3 separate regions of the Sus scrofa genome follow, and regions 1 and 3 are each linked to region 2. The links are chromatin contacts, called in public Hi-C and promoter capture Hi-C maps. All regions are on one chromosome and are shown on one strand. The core of a region is the stretch at or near the end of the contact, and the rest is flanking DNA. Distances in the headings are between cores, read along the strand shown.

Evidence for each region. Promoter capture Hi-C pulls out the DNA fragments that hold promoters and counts their contacts. Hi-C and Micro-C count contacts between places; a contact is called where the count stands out from the background.
Region 1: a contact with region 2 is called in a promoter capture Hi-C map of liver, with 5 times the contacts expected there. The contact joins the promoter of NICN1 here to the promoter of NDUFAF3 in region 2. A contact is called at or near these places in 2 of 5 promoter capture datasets (fetal liver and liver), 1 of 47 Hi-C or Micro-C datasets (embryonic fibroblasts) and 2 of 2 datasets of contacts at active chromatin or transcription factors (alveolar macrophages and skeletal muscle).
Region 3: a contact with region 2 is called in a Hi-C map of skeletal muscle, with 6 times the contacts expected there. The contact joins the promoter of PFKFB4 here to the promoter of NDUFAF3 in region 2. A contact is called at or near these places in 2 of 47 Hi-C or Micro-C datasets (heart right ventricle and skeletal muscle) and 1 of 2 datasets of contacts at active chromatin or transcription factors (alveolar macrophages).

The regions. Positions count from the first base shown.
Region 1 is chr13:32,004,843-32,009,008 of Sscrofa11.1, reverse strand. It overlaps NICN1 (nicolin-1), which reads left to right and starts at 1,743. Exons shown (of 6, transcript XM_021068737.1): 1 at 1,743-2,005; 2 at 3,199-3,375; 3 at 3,640-3,753. The coding sequence starts at 1,874.
Region 2 is chr13:31,654,084-31,658,654 of Sscrofa11.1, reverse strand. It overlaps NDUFAF3 (NADH:ubiquinone oxidoreductase complex assembly factor 3), which reads right to left and starts at 1,714. Exons shown (of 5, transcript NM_001243606.1): 1 at 1,609-1,714; 2 at 1,329-1,521; 3 at 1,095-1,161; 4 at 900-1,000; 5 at 568-815. The coding sequence starts at 1,685. The coding sequence ends at 696. DALRD3 (DALR anticodon-binding domain-containing protein 3) reads left to right here and starts at 2,349. Exons shown (of 14, transcript XM_021070653.1): 1 at 2,349-2,553; 2 at 3,266-3,339. The coding sequence starts at 3,285. It overlaps IMPDH2 (inosine-5'-monophosphate dehydrogenase 2), which reads left to right. Exons shown (of 15, transcript XM_005669533.3): 15 at 1-13. MIR425 (microRNA 425) reads left to right here and starts at 3,582; the gene lies at 3,582-3,661. It also overlaps MIR191.
Region 3 is chr13:31,257,894-31,262,115 of Sscrofa11.1, reverse strand. It overlaps PFKFB4 (6-phosphofructo-2-kinase/fructose-2,6-bisphosphatase 4), which reads left to right and starts at 2,331. Exons shown (of 14, transcript XM_005669518.3): 1 at 2,331-2,444. The coding sequence starts at 2,381. UCN2 (urocortin-2) reads left to right here and starts at 292. Exons shown (of 1, transcript XM_021070636.1): 1 at 292-920. The coding sequence starts at 579. The coding sequence ends at 920.

The DNA.
Region 1 (4,166 bases), core at 494-2,993, 350 kb before region 2:
TTCATTTCCGCTGTGCCACGACACATGTTTTTAATTTTTTTTTTCTTTTCATTTTTGGCTGCCCCGGGCCAGGAATCAGCTATGGCAAGGGATGGCTGTTCCAGGCCAGGGATAAAATCTGCATCCCAATGTCTCCCAAAACACCACCAATCCTGTTTAACCATAGCGAGACCTTCCCATTTGCTCGTTTGTTTGTTTTTGTCTTTTTGCCTTTTCTAGGGCCGCTCCCTAGGCATATGGAGGTTCCCAGTCTAGGGATCTAATCGGAGCTGTAGTTGCTGGCCTACACTACAGCTCATGGCAACGCCGAATCCTTAACCTGCTGAGCAAGGCCAGGGATCGAACCCACAACCTCATGATTCCTAGTCGGATTTGTTTCTGCTGTGCCACGACAGGAACTCCTATCGTTCACTGGTTTTACATATATTCATAGTGCTGTGTAATCAACACTTATTTCCAGAATTTTTTTATCCATCCTAAACTGAAACTCTGTACCTATTAAACGATAACCATTTCCCCTGCCCATAGCCCCTGGCAACCTCTATTCTACTTACTGTATGAATTTGACTAGTCTAGGTACCTAACATAAGTGGTATCATACAGTATTTGTACTTCTATGTCTGTTTTTTCACTGAGCATAATATTTTCAATGTTCATGCATGTTGATGCATACATCAGAATTGCATTCCTTTTTAAGGCTGAATAATTCCATCTTATATAATTACATTTTGTTTACTCATTCATCTGTTGATAGACACATGGCTTTGTTCATTTCTTTTTATTGTTGAGTAGTGTTCCATTGTGTGGACATACCACAATTAGCTAATCTGTTGGACATTTGGATTATTTCCAACTTCTGGCTATTGTGAATAAAGCCCTTGGATGGACATGTGCTTTCATTTCTCTTGGGTAAACACTAATGAGTGCAAAGGCTGCATCATATTATAGGTATAAATTTAGTTCTTAAAGAATGGCTAAACTGGGAGTTCCCATCGTGGCTCAGTGGTTAACGAATCCGACTAGGAACCATGAGGTTGCTGGTTCGGTCCCTGGCCTTGCTCAGTGGGTTAAGGATTCGGTGTTGCCGCGAACTGTGGTGTAGGTCGCAGACGCGGCTGGGATCCCACGTTGCTGTGGCTCTGGTGTAGGTCGGTGGCCACAGCTCCGACTGGACCCCTAGCCTGGAAACCTCCATATGCCGCGGGAGCGGCCCAAGAAATGGCACAAAAACCAACAAACAAAAAAAGAATGGCTAAACCGCTTTTCGAAGTACCAGTTAATTATCAGTGGATTCCACATTCTTGTTCCACATTCTTGTCAGTCTTTAATTTTAGCCTGCTTACTGGCGTTTAGTGGGTGTGTGTGAGGTCTCTAATTTATGTTTCCCTCGTGAATAATCATGTTAAACATATTTTCACGGGCATACTGGCTATTTATCTATCTTCTGTAAATTATCCCTTCAAATCCTTTGCCTATTAAAAAAAAAGGGTTAATATCTATATTTGCAACTAAAGTCGCCTAGGACCTATACTCATTCATGCTCATGGCTTACGAGTTCTGAAAGACGTCCGCCTTGCATAGAAGTACTTGCGGTGGACAGAGGGCCCAGCCCGATATTGCATCCAGGCTAGCTAAGCCATTTCTGAGCAATGGCTGCGGCGCGTCTCCAAGGCTCTCTCGGTGATTGGCTGAAGGAGCACTTCCGCAGGCACTTCCGACTCCCGGCCCGCCCCGAGCATCGGTCATTGGCTGGGCTGGCCCAGCACGATTCCTCTCGGGAGTTGTAGTTCTTGGGGCTCGGCTGGGACGCAGGGAAGGACCATTGGTCCAAAGCCAGGAGCGGCAGTTGTGTTTGGTCCTGGTCGTTGGCACCATGTCCCGCGTGTCCGTGCCCTGCCATGTGAAAGGCACTGTGGCCCTGCAGGTGGGGGACGTGCGGACCTCCCAAGGCCGGCCTGGCGTGCTGGTCATCGATGTCACCTTCCCCAGCGTCGCGCCCTTCGAGGTGAGCAAGCCCTGTGGGCGCGACCCGGGCTCCTGGGCGGGGCCTATCTGGGGAACTCGGGCGTGTCCCAGGCATCTAATCTTTTACTGAAAGCCTCTCCAGAGCCCTCGCCCTAAAGAATCAGTTAACTATTTGTTTATCTCTTCAGTTAACAAGTATTTACTGTAACACAGCTTCCTCTTCTGTTCTCTTCAACATCTCTTCCCAGTGTCCAGAACAGCCCTGGCACAGAAGTGGCAACGTAGTAGGCTAAGGGAGTTCTCTTGAGGTGCAGCGGGTTAAGGATCTGGCGGTTGTCGCTGCTGACTCTATTTGCTCCCTGGCCCAGAAACTTAGGCATACCTAGGGAGTATGCAAAAACAAACAAACAACAAACCCACAAAAATGCCTCCTGCCCAGACCTACAGTCCCTGCTGGAGGTCAGGATCAACTCATCCCTCATTGGGATTTTCCCAGTGGCTCCAGTTACCAGTCTCCAGTTGCTCTTCTACTTTTGCTGGCAGAGTGACTGGACAATGCAGAAATCAAGAGGACAAAGCCCACTTTCTAATGGCCTAACATTCAGGGCCACTCTGTGTCTGTGCCCTATTTGCTTCTCCACATGTGCACTTTGACTTATAGTATATGGTTCTTCCCCAAGCTGTTCCTTACTCTAAGCTGAGAGATTTTATTAAAGGGCCCAACTCTGGAAATCCTGATTCATTTGGTCTGGAGTGGAGCCTGTATAGCTATATATTTTTTTAATTTTCAAAAAAAATTTTTTCCTTGGTTAATTCTGATGAGTATCCAGTGATGAGAACTGCTGTAGCTAGGCCGAACCACTGTCCCAGGTGCCAGGATCTGTCACCACTTGGTGCTTCTTTGTATATGCTATGTTTACATTTTCTCCTTTTCCTGGTCCATTTGATGAACTCATCTGTACATTTTCTACCTCCTCTAGAGTTAGGGCTTTGACCTCTGGCAGCATTTTGGACATGTGGCAAGATCTGAGGTCATGGTTTGTTTGCATGATGTGCTCATTTGGACTATGAGTTCTAGGAAAGCAAAATTTTTTAAGGCCCCAGTGGATTCTTGTTGAAATTGTTAGATTGGTAGAGGAGTACATTCCAAGGTGGAGGAGGAGAGGGCGACTTTGAACCCTTCAGGCCTTGGGCCTGGGTCTGATTTGTCATGGTGGGTTGTGTGTGCTCTAGTTGCAGGAGATCATGTTTAAGAATTACTACACGGCCTTTCTGACCATCCGTGTTCGCCAGCACACCTCGACACACACTCCGGCCAAGTGGGTGACCTGCCTGCGGGACTATTGCCTGATGCCCGACCCACACAGTGAGGAGGGAGCCCAGGAGTATGTATCGCTGTTCAAGCACCAGGTCAGCTGGGACTCAGCATGGCCAGGGAAGCCCAGATGAGAGCTTACAAGGGGCCTGGGGATTGGGCCAGGATATCAAAAGGGAAGAGGGGCAGGCAGAGCTGGCCTTGGTTGTAGTTTTTTTGGCAAGTGCCTTGGAGGAACTACTGTTTTCTTCTCAAAGGCTTGGGGAGGAAACACCTTGGCTCATTGCTGGTTGGCTCCTCAGCAATGAGCTGGGGCCTCGTTGGGTCCTTGTGTGTGTGTGTGTATGTATGTTTGTCAGATGCTATGTGACATGGCCAGAGTACTGGAGCTGCGTTTGATTCTGCGACAGCCATCGCCGCTGTGGTCATCTTTCACGGTAGAGGAGCTGCAGATCTACCAGCAGGGACCAAAGGTAAATGACTAGCTCAGAGCTGTTGGCTGGCCCTTTCTTCAGGAGGCTCCTAACTCTGGCTGAGAGGCCTTGGGGTGCAGTGGGAGTGGGAGTGGACAGGTAAGGATGGTAAGACTCAGAAGGAGGCTTTCATGCAACTTACCCAGGTAGGAATGCTGGAAGCTCATGTTGAGGGAGGTGAGGCCATGTCCTCATATCCCCTGACATTTGGGGCTACCTGTCTCTTTCAGAGCTGGAACCTTCAAGTGCCAGGGGATACTTCTGTTCCTTATCTTCATGGCATATAGAAGAGCTTAGGTAGTCTGTCTGCCCCTGGGGCTGGAATAGGTTTTTCCCAGTGTCTGAGGCTGTCAGGGGCCCTTCTCTCTGCTCTCAGGACCTTGGGATCTGGTTCCAGGGCTCTCCTACTCTGC
Region 2 (4,571 bases), core at 465-2,964:
AGTTTGAAAAAAAGTGATGCCTGATCTTTGAGGTCAACAACAAGCAGGTAGTGCTCTGCAGCTGCCACCATCACAGATACACACCAACACAGTACCGTCATTTCCAGGGAAAACCTCAAGCCCTGAGATGAGGGTGCTGTGAGCACCTGGACGTAGGTGGTAGTGCTAGATTCAGAAAGTCCCTTCTCTGGCAGCTCAGACCAGTTCTGGCTCCCAAGGGTTTGGTCTCAAACTGTGACTCTGACTGTAGCTGCTAAGAAAGGGTCACAGAACAGGCCATGAGGCTATAGACTGGCATCCACAGGGCCTCCTGCTAGCCCAAAGCTTGGCCACAGGGGATCAGGCTGAGACCCCACATACATGTTCTCTAACTTGAATCTCTAAAGGGCCTTGTGGAGAAAGCACTGAAGTCCCCTCAAATCTGCATGTGAGCAAAGAGATGTACAGTTTATAACAGACACCTATACAGCTTCCTCGCCTCTTGAGTATCCCCTTGATTTTTTCACAACCCCCTCCATGAACCCACGGAGCCAGCAGCTCCTGTCCAGCAATACACCTAGTACAAAATTGTGAGAAGTAGATTAAATTATTAATTTGCTGGCTAGAAAGACAAGTTGTTACAGTGCCAAAGGGGAGGAGCTAGTAAAAACTGGAAACCCCTGCACTCAGCAAAGGGTGGCAAGGTTCCTGGTGGTTCATTTTTTTGAGACTTGGGCCAAAGATGTGAGAGCAGCCCCTCCAGGTGGGGGAATGAGAGCAGCTCCTGTCACCCGGCCTTCATGACACAGGAAGTTGAAAGTGGCACAGGCATTGGGCTGCAAAGAGAAAGCCAGCATCAGCTGGGCTAGGGCCAAGGCCAGGCCTGGGCTCGCCTCAGCATTCCCGAGTACCAGACATACTGTGTCCTGCACTTCCACAGCGATGCCCCGCTGCCTCATGGCTCGCAGCACCTGGGGCTGCAGCCGCTCAGTCCGGTCTCCAGTGCCCACCACAACAATCTCTAGGGAAAGATGAGCATAGCAAGGCTGCAACGAGGTCTATCGAGAGGGTGGGTTTCCGGGGCTCATCACCTCAGCCTTCCCTTCCTCCAGTACCTATTCGGGGCTCCAGCATCCAAAAGAGAGAGAAGCTTCCTTCGGTGATGTCCTGGTGGGAACCTACCTGTGTGGGAAGGAGACAAGTTAATTACAAGTCTATGGAGGTTTCCCCACCGACCCTCTACCTGCTCCAAAGCGGGGCAAAAGAAAAGCCAAGTTTGCCAAGGACGGAGTCAGGAAGGCAGGCCTGACTCTGGTCCTCGGGTTTCCTTATTGCAGGGAAGGGCTCACGTTCCACTGCACCACCGAGTGCGGAAGCAGCGCGCAGGGCCCAAGCACGCGATTTCCATTGACCACGAAGCCGCGGCTGCTGTAGCTGTCGATGTACATCGCCTGCGGGGACTCGCGCTGCAGCAGAGATATTCGCGTCCGCTGATACAGCTCATCATCCGTCGGCGTGAGCCGATGCCCACGCCCTGGGGCCCTGCGGAGGGGTATGGTCGGGGTCTAAGGGGCTGGGAGTCGCTGGCTGTGGGGGGCAGGTGGTCAGGGACGGTGGGTCCGGCCTCACCAGGACAGCTGCGCGAGCGGCCAGCGAAGGATGTGTCGCGCTCGATACAAGCTCCGAAGCACGAACACCGCTGCCATGGCGGATCAGCGCACAGGGAGACCGGCGCAGGGTCAGCGGGGTCGTGGCGTCACCCAGCCCGGAGCAACGACAGCGCCCCCAGCGTCGCGGAGGGCACCGCGCAGCTCTGCCGGCCCCGGGCTGGAGACGGGAGGGAGCCGACCAGGGGCTTAGGTCCCAGCAGGGCGGGTCTCCCGGTGCGGCTCCAGTGTCTGCAGCTGCCGTCCGCCCCGCCCCAGGCCCCCGCAGGCCGTTCTGGGGGAGCCGGACACCTGGTGGCGTGACAGGCCTCAGCACAGTCTGAGCCCCAGCCGCGGCCGGGCCCCCGGCTCTTAGCCATTAAGCCGGGCTCTTGGGACCCGGGGAGGGGCGGCCTAGCACCTGTTCGAGTCCCGCACACCTGGCCAGGGCGTGGTGCCAGCCTCCAAATTTCTAATCCCGGCTTCGCGGAGTCGGATTCCGAGGGCGGTGCGGGCAGCTCAGGTTTCCCCCTCTCGCCCTCCGAGTTCAGCCCCTCCCAACCGTTCACCCGCGCGACCGTTGGCAACGCCGCGGCGTTTCACACCAGGCGTCGTTGCGCTTGGATTGGCTTCTCTGGAGGGCGAGGGGGCGTGGCTGAGTGGTTTCGCCTTAAAATGGCTCCAACTCTGCGGCTAGAACAAGCGGAAGAGGACGCGACGTCAGGCTGGTCGTTGCTGCTCCTGGGTCGGACCGGGCCGAAACGGACCAGACATTGAACTATACAGCGGCCGGAGTATCGCCCTATTCTTGTTCACCTCGCTCTGCGTCCAGAGAATCCCTCCCCCGCGTCTTGAGCCGAATCAGAAGGCCTACTGGTGCCAGAGTCGCTGGCGCCCGCGCAGGTTCCGACATCTCGGCGCGCCTACTGTATGGTGGCCTCCGGGGAAACATTGCTGCGTCTGCCGCCCGCGGGGCCAGGCTGGCGGGGGGGTTTCGAACAACCGAGGACGTTCTCAGTAGATCTCCGGGGGTCCCGTCGCTGCCTTGAGGGCTCATTGGGCTTCTCGCACTCCCGACACTGGCAGCGTCACCAGACAAAGGGCCCGGGTGCGGGGGTGTCCCAGGGGAGGGTTTACTTCCTCTCCGAGGCCCCACGGGCGCGCTTCCCTCTTGGCTGATCCTGAAGCCCGCCCCGCCACCGCCAGTGTAGTGGCCCTGACTGCATGGGACCAACAGGATTAATCCTACCCCGTGGATCTAATCCAGATTGGGACCCAGTCCCGGGGGGGGGGGTCCCCACCACACCTATTGTTTTGGGGCCCAGGTGAGCGAGCGGCTCGTTCCTACCGCACTTGATTTCACCACCTTCTCTTGGCTCCCTCTCCTGGGACTGGGAATGTAGGAAGTTTGATCTGGCACCAAGGCAAGAGATTACCCCTCTCAACCTCCCACTCCCCACGGCTGGACAGCGGGCAACGGAATCCCAAAAGCAGCTGTTGTCTCCAGAGCATTCCAGCTGCACTTGGATTTCGTTCCCTGCTCTCTTGCCTGAGCAGCGTTCTGGCCCAGATTCGGTGGGCTAGCCCCTGATCCCCAGACATACTTTATCGGGCCACTCTGATTTCTGTCCCTCTCTCAGGTGCGCCCTCAGGCTGGAAATGACAGGCGTAGACGTCGGGGAGCCCAGGCTGTGGCCATCTCTTGGATCCCAAGGTAGCACTGGCAAGGGAGGGAGGACACAGGGACTTCTGATTGGGCTGCAATGGTGGTCTGCAATGGTGGTGAGTCCCCCAGGGCCACCCCAGCCCACAGCTGACTAAAGATAGCCCTTCACTTCCTGGGGTAAAGCCACTGTAAGTGTCCTCATGCACCAAGAGTAGCTGAAGACCCCAGCTCAGCCTCTGGCCCCCAATCCTATTAGCAGCTGACCCTAGGTTGTGCACCTGCGGCATGGAAAGTGCTTTGGAATGACACGATCACTCCCGTTGAGTGGGCACCCAAGTAGCCATCGGGAATGTCGTGTCCGCCCAGTGCTCTTTCGGAGCCTCCCTGCAGGGCCTTGCAACCCTGGCCCAGAAAGGGACCTTGCCAAGCTTTTCCTGCTCCTAGAATCCTCTCTCTTCTGAGTTCTGGGCACTCTCACTTCTCCAGGGCAGAGATTATGGATGTTCTGCTGCATCAAGTTCAATCCCTAGTAAAAAAAAAAGAGAGAAAGAGGGGGATTTCCCTGGTGGCCCAGTGATTAAGGATTTGGTGTCATTACTGCTGTGGTTGGGGTTTAGTCCCTGGCCTGGGAATTTCCACATGCCAAGGTTGCAGCTACAAAAAGGAGAGAGAAAAGGGGGTTTAAGTTACTAGAAATGGAGACATTCTGGAGCCTTCCTGGGACAGAGGAAAGAGGTTTATCACTGGTAGAGGGACAAGAGCTGTTCTTAAGCTGGGACTTCTTATGGTCACATTGTTTAGTTGAGCCACAAAGGCTGGTTGCCTTAACCAGGAAGTGGGAGGATCCCTGTTAAAGTATACTAGGTTAAAGGAGAAACTTGAAAAGCTGGCAGTTCTGGAAGCCATCATGGTGGTTCTAATTCCTCAAAATTCAAGGGGAGAAAACCAGCAGTTCTAGCGGACTGGGATTTACTGGGAATAAAGACAACTCACATCTCAAAAGGAATGCTTGCAAATAACCTTAAGTTGCAGAACATAAATTCTCTTAAAAATGAGGATTTTTTCCCAGTAGGTCATAATGTTAGCTGCCCTATTTCAGTGACAGTTCACTTGGAACTTCTGCATTTTGATCATGTGCAAATGGGGGAAATAAAACGTTATCACAAATACATAAATACAAGACTTAGATGAAGACAGAGATCTCTATCTGAGCCCCCACTGGGTCGCGTGGATTCTTTACTTGGTTGCTAAGTCAAGCGACAGCTAGAGAACTGTAGGCC
Region 3 (4,222 bases), core at 1,082-3,581, 400 kb after region 2:
CTCTATTTTGCCTTGCCTCCCTCTCATTCAACTCCATCTTTCTCCCTCCCCCACCCTCCCTTTTTCCTTCTTGTTCTTCCTCCTCCTCCCTCCACCTCTCTCTCTCTAAAATATATCCATGTCTAAGAGTTCCAACTGTGGCACAGTGGGATAGGGATCCAGCATTGGCACAGCTGTGGTGAACGTTGCAGCTGCAGCTTGCATTTGATCCCTGGCCCTGGGAACTTCCATATGCCATAGGTGTGGCAAAAAGAAAGAAAGGAAGGAAGGAAGGAAAAAAGAAGGAAGAGAAAGAATCCATATCATGCTTTTGTGGCTCTCTTTCTCTGGGTTTCTCTGTCTCTTTATCTGTCTTATTTTCTTTCTCACTCTTTCTGTGCCTCTGTCTCAGTTTTCTTGGTTCATTCAGGCTTTCTTCTTGTCCCTTCATCTCTGTCTCTGTCTCTCTCTGTCCCTAGCCTCTCTAATCTCTACCTTGCAGCCTCTCTGTCTCTGCATTTGCCATCTGTCTCTGTCCATTGGTCAGAGCTGACCAGAGCCCCTGCCCTGAGTCCGTTTTCTCCTCGCAGCCTGACCACATGATGACCAGGTGGGCTCTGCTGGTGCTGATGATCCTGACATTGGCCAGGACCCTGCTTGTCCCAGCAAACCCACTCCCAGGCTTTCAGCTCCTCCCTCAGAACTTTCCCCAGGTCACTCCCTGCCCTGTGACCTCAGAGAGCCCATCAGCCAGCACCACAGGCCCCTCTGCAACTTGGGGGCACCCCAGCCCTGGCCCCCACCCTGGCTCCCGCATCACCCTCTCGCTGGATGTCCCTCTCGGCCTCCTGCAGATCTTACTGGAGCAGGCCCGGGCCAGGGCTGTGAGGGAGCAGGCTGCTGCCAACGCCCGCATCCTGGCCCATGTCGGTCGCCGCTGAGCCTGAGGGAGGGGCTCACAATGCTGGAGCCACCCGAGATGGGGAGTCCCGGAGCGGCAGAGCTGGATGGTACTATATCTGGGCATGGTGCATCTGGACTCCACCACATGGGGTCACTGCCATGTGGTGTCATATCACCTAAAGTGCTTCACAGAGTCGCAGTGTGTCTGGACAGCCTGGATGTTGCCATGTCAGGTCACCAAGTGGAGCCTTGCCCTTCCTAGGAGCCCCACAGACTTACAGTATGTCTGGACAGCCTGGACACTATCATGGAAGGTTACTATCACATGGTCTCGTCACATCTGGGTTCCACAGTCACAGAGCATCTGGACAACATCACTTGTGGTCACTGACATATCTCTTTCAAGAACCTCAACACAAGAGTCTATGGCTGCATTGGAGACCAGCTTGCCCAAGACTAGACCCGCGGGTCTTCCCTGCCCCTCACTGGTCACCACACAGAGAAGTGCTGGTGGAGGGTCACAAGCATGTTTTTGTGCCCAATGAGGCAGCACCCACTCCAGACAAGTGGGGCCATCAGGGGTATCTCTAAGCATGGATTGATGGTCGTATGTGTGAGGTCTGTGGCTGTGGCAGCCTTGCTTTGTGTGTGGGAGCATATGTGTGTATGTGTGAGCAAGGTGAGGGCGTGTGAGGGGGCTGGGAGGAACAGGTGCTTGTCCTTCAAACCTTCATGAAGCATGCTCAACACATAGACAGGCACTGTCTTACCACACCCCTGCATACCCAGCCTCCACCCCGACACACAGGGCTAAAGGAGAAGGAGCTCAGGCTGCTGGGACTCCTGACCCAACTGCCCCTTCTTTGTCGAATGGGCAAACACACTCACCTTTCCAAGCCTTGGTTTTCTCCTCTGTAAAGCATAGTAATGCCACCAGGTGTCTTGTGAGCACTGAGTGATGCAGTCTGACATGCAGAGAGAGCTCAATAAATGCAGAGACCAGAGAATGGGAGAGAGAAGAATCACCAGGCAGTGACACACAAGGGTGGAGTCATAGCTGGCTACGCTGCCCCTCTGCCCACTCCCCCCACCCCAATTTCACTGACCCGTCCCTTGGTGTGGAAAGGGTGGGTTTTGGCTGATCTCACAATCCCAACTCTATTGCTGGGCTGGAGATGGGACTGACCTGGAGAGTGCAGACAGGCTTGCCTGCAGATGGGGCAGATAGTCTGGGTAGTGTAGACAACTCCAGCTGGAGCAGAGGGCAGACACCCGGCTCTGGCTGGAGAGGTACTACTGTCGGAAGTGAGGCTGCCTGGCCGGGGCACTGACGAGATCTCAGTTTGTAAGCAGCCCGGGGGGGTGGGGTGGAGGCGGGGCCCAAGGAGGGGTTGGAGAGGCGGGGCCAGCGGGCAGGCTGCCTCTCCGGAGCCTGGGGGGCGGGGCTGCCCGACTCCAAGCCGCAGGGGGCGGTGGCCCAGGCCAGTTCAGTTGCAGGATGAACCGAGGCACGGAAGGAGGCAACTCCCTGACAGGACTCGGGTCAAGGAGCAGCAGGCGGGGTAGGCTCGGAGCCCGGTGGAGAGGGTGGGAGGACTGGGAAAAGACCCGGGCGGTGTGAGGGTGGTGCTAGAAAGGGTGTGAGAGTGTTGGGGGTCTCTCCAGGAATAGGGGTGCTCTGAGGGAGTATCAATCTCTTGGTGGCATGGAGGAGTGGGAACACTGTTGCCTTACAGGGGAGAGGGAGCTGGGCCAAGTGGGGGGACTATAAATAGCTTCTTCCTCCAGCCTAGGGAGAGGGCCAGCCAGCTGGAGCTGCCTGGGGGCCTCCTCCTCTGCCCTTTGCTGGCCTCCAAGTGGTCATGTTTGTCCAGGTCTTCCCTCCGGGGTCATGCCAGTCTGGGGAGCTCCAGAGGCCCATTTGGGAAGCTTTTTATATGATGTGACTGTAGCCCTTAAACCAGCATTTCTAGAGCACCTACTGTGTGCCTTGTGTGGGTCCTGAGCTGCCCTAAACACCTACTGTGTGCTCTGTTCCAGTCATGAACCTCTCTGAACCCTTACTGTGGGCCCTGGCTGGTCCTGAGTCACCCCGAGCCCCTACTGTGTGTCCAGTGTCTGGCTGAAATCAACAAGCGTAGATCAGGGTCCACGGGCTGCTTGGTCACCCCCAAGTTGGAACCTCACACCCTGTGTGAGCTCTGAACACAGGGAGACTCAGGAAGATCCTTGGCTAGAGATGGCCAGAGGAAGCTGGGACTCCTGGAAACTCCCCAACCTCTGGTGGCAGTACAGGGAGAGGGGAGGAGGGGAATAAAGGGAAAGGGAGGCAGCAGAGAGCAGCAGGCCTCACGCAGTTGGCCCCGGGTGTAGGGCTTGTTAGTGTGTATGTGCACTCGTGGCTGTGTGCACACTGTGCTTTCATGCACTGGTGTGTGGGTCTGTGTGGTGTGCACTGAGGTCCCTGGGCCTAAGTGCTGCAAAGGGTGGTTTGGCGGTTTGGCCAGGATGGGCCAGCAGATACAGGGACTGGGAAGAGTTTGAGCATAGAGGACTGAGGATTGAGGACTCTGGCCACCCTAGTCCTAGGACACTGGGAAAAGGACCAGTGGTCAGTGCAGAGGGCACCACAGGAGCCCTCCAGGGCCAGGCCAGGTGTGTTCTCAGCAGGGAAGAGCTGAGCAGGATGTGTTCACACAGCGGCACACACTGACATCCCAGCACGTTTCCCACCCCTGGGTCAGGAGGGCTGGCTCACTCTGGGATGGCCCCAAGGAGGGAAAAGCCACAGGGGCCAGTTATTCCAGTGGACGTCTATCGACGCTGAGGGAGCAGAAAGCCAGGAGAGCATTTCAATGGAGCAAACATGTAGGAATGCGGGTGTGGAGGTGGGATGTGTGGTTATAGTCCAAGGTGTGGGAGGTGAGGTTTTGAGAGGCTGGGAGTTGAACTGAGTCTATCCTGCCCTGTGGGCTAGCAGCTCTGTGACGGCTTTCCCCCTTCCTCAGTTTCCTACCTGGGAAATGGGGCCGTGGGAGGGGCGATGGCCCCCAGAGCAGATACAGACCCTGGCCTTGAAGAGAGGCCCCAGGATTCTCCTGCTGTTGACTTGTGGCCTCTCACTGGATACAGAGATTTGGGAAGGTATGTCTGGGTCATTCCAGGGTCAGAGTGTTTGGGGAAGAGTGGGAGGTGTGGAGCCACTGCTTTTCCTGGGAAGCCAGACTCAGACTGTCTGGACGAAGGGATGGCTTCCCAGACATGGCCCTGGCCTCCCGCCCTGCCCTGTCTGTTCCTTATCCCTAGCCTTTGACTAACATTCCAAGAGGTTGAGGAGGAG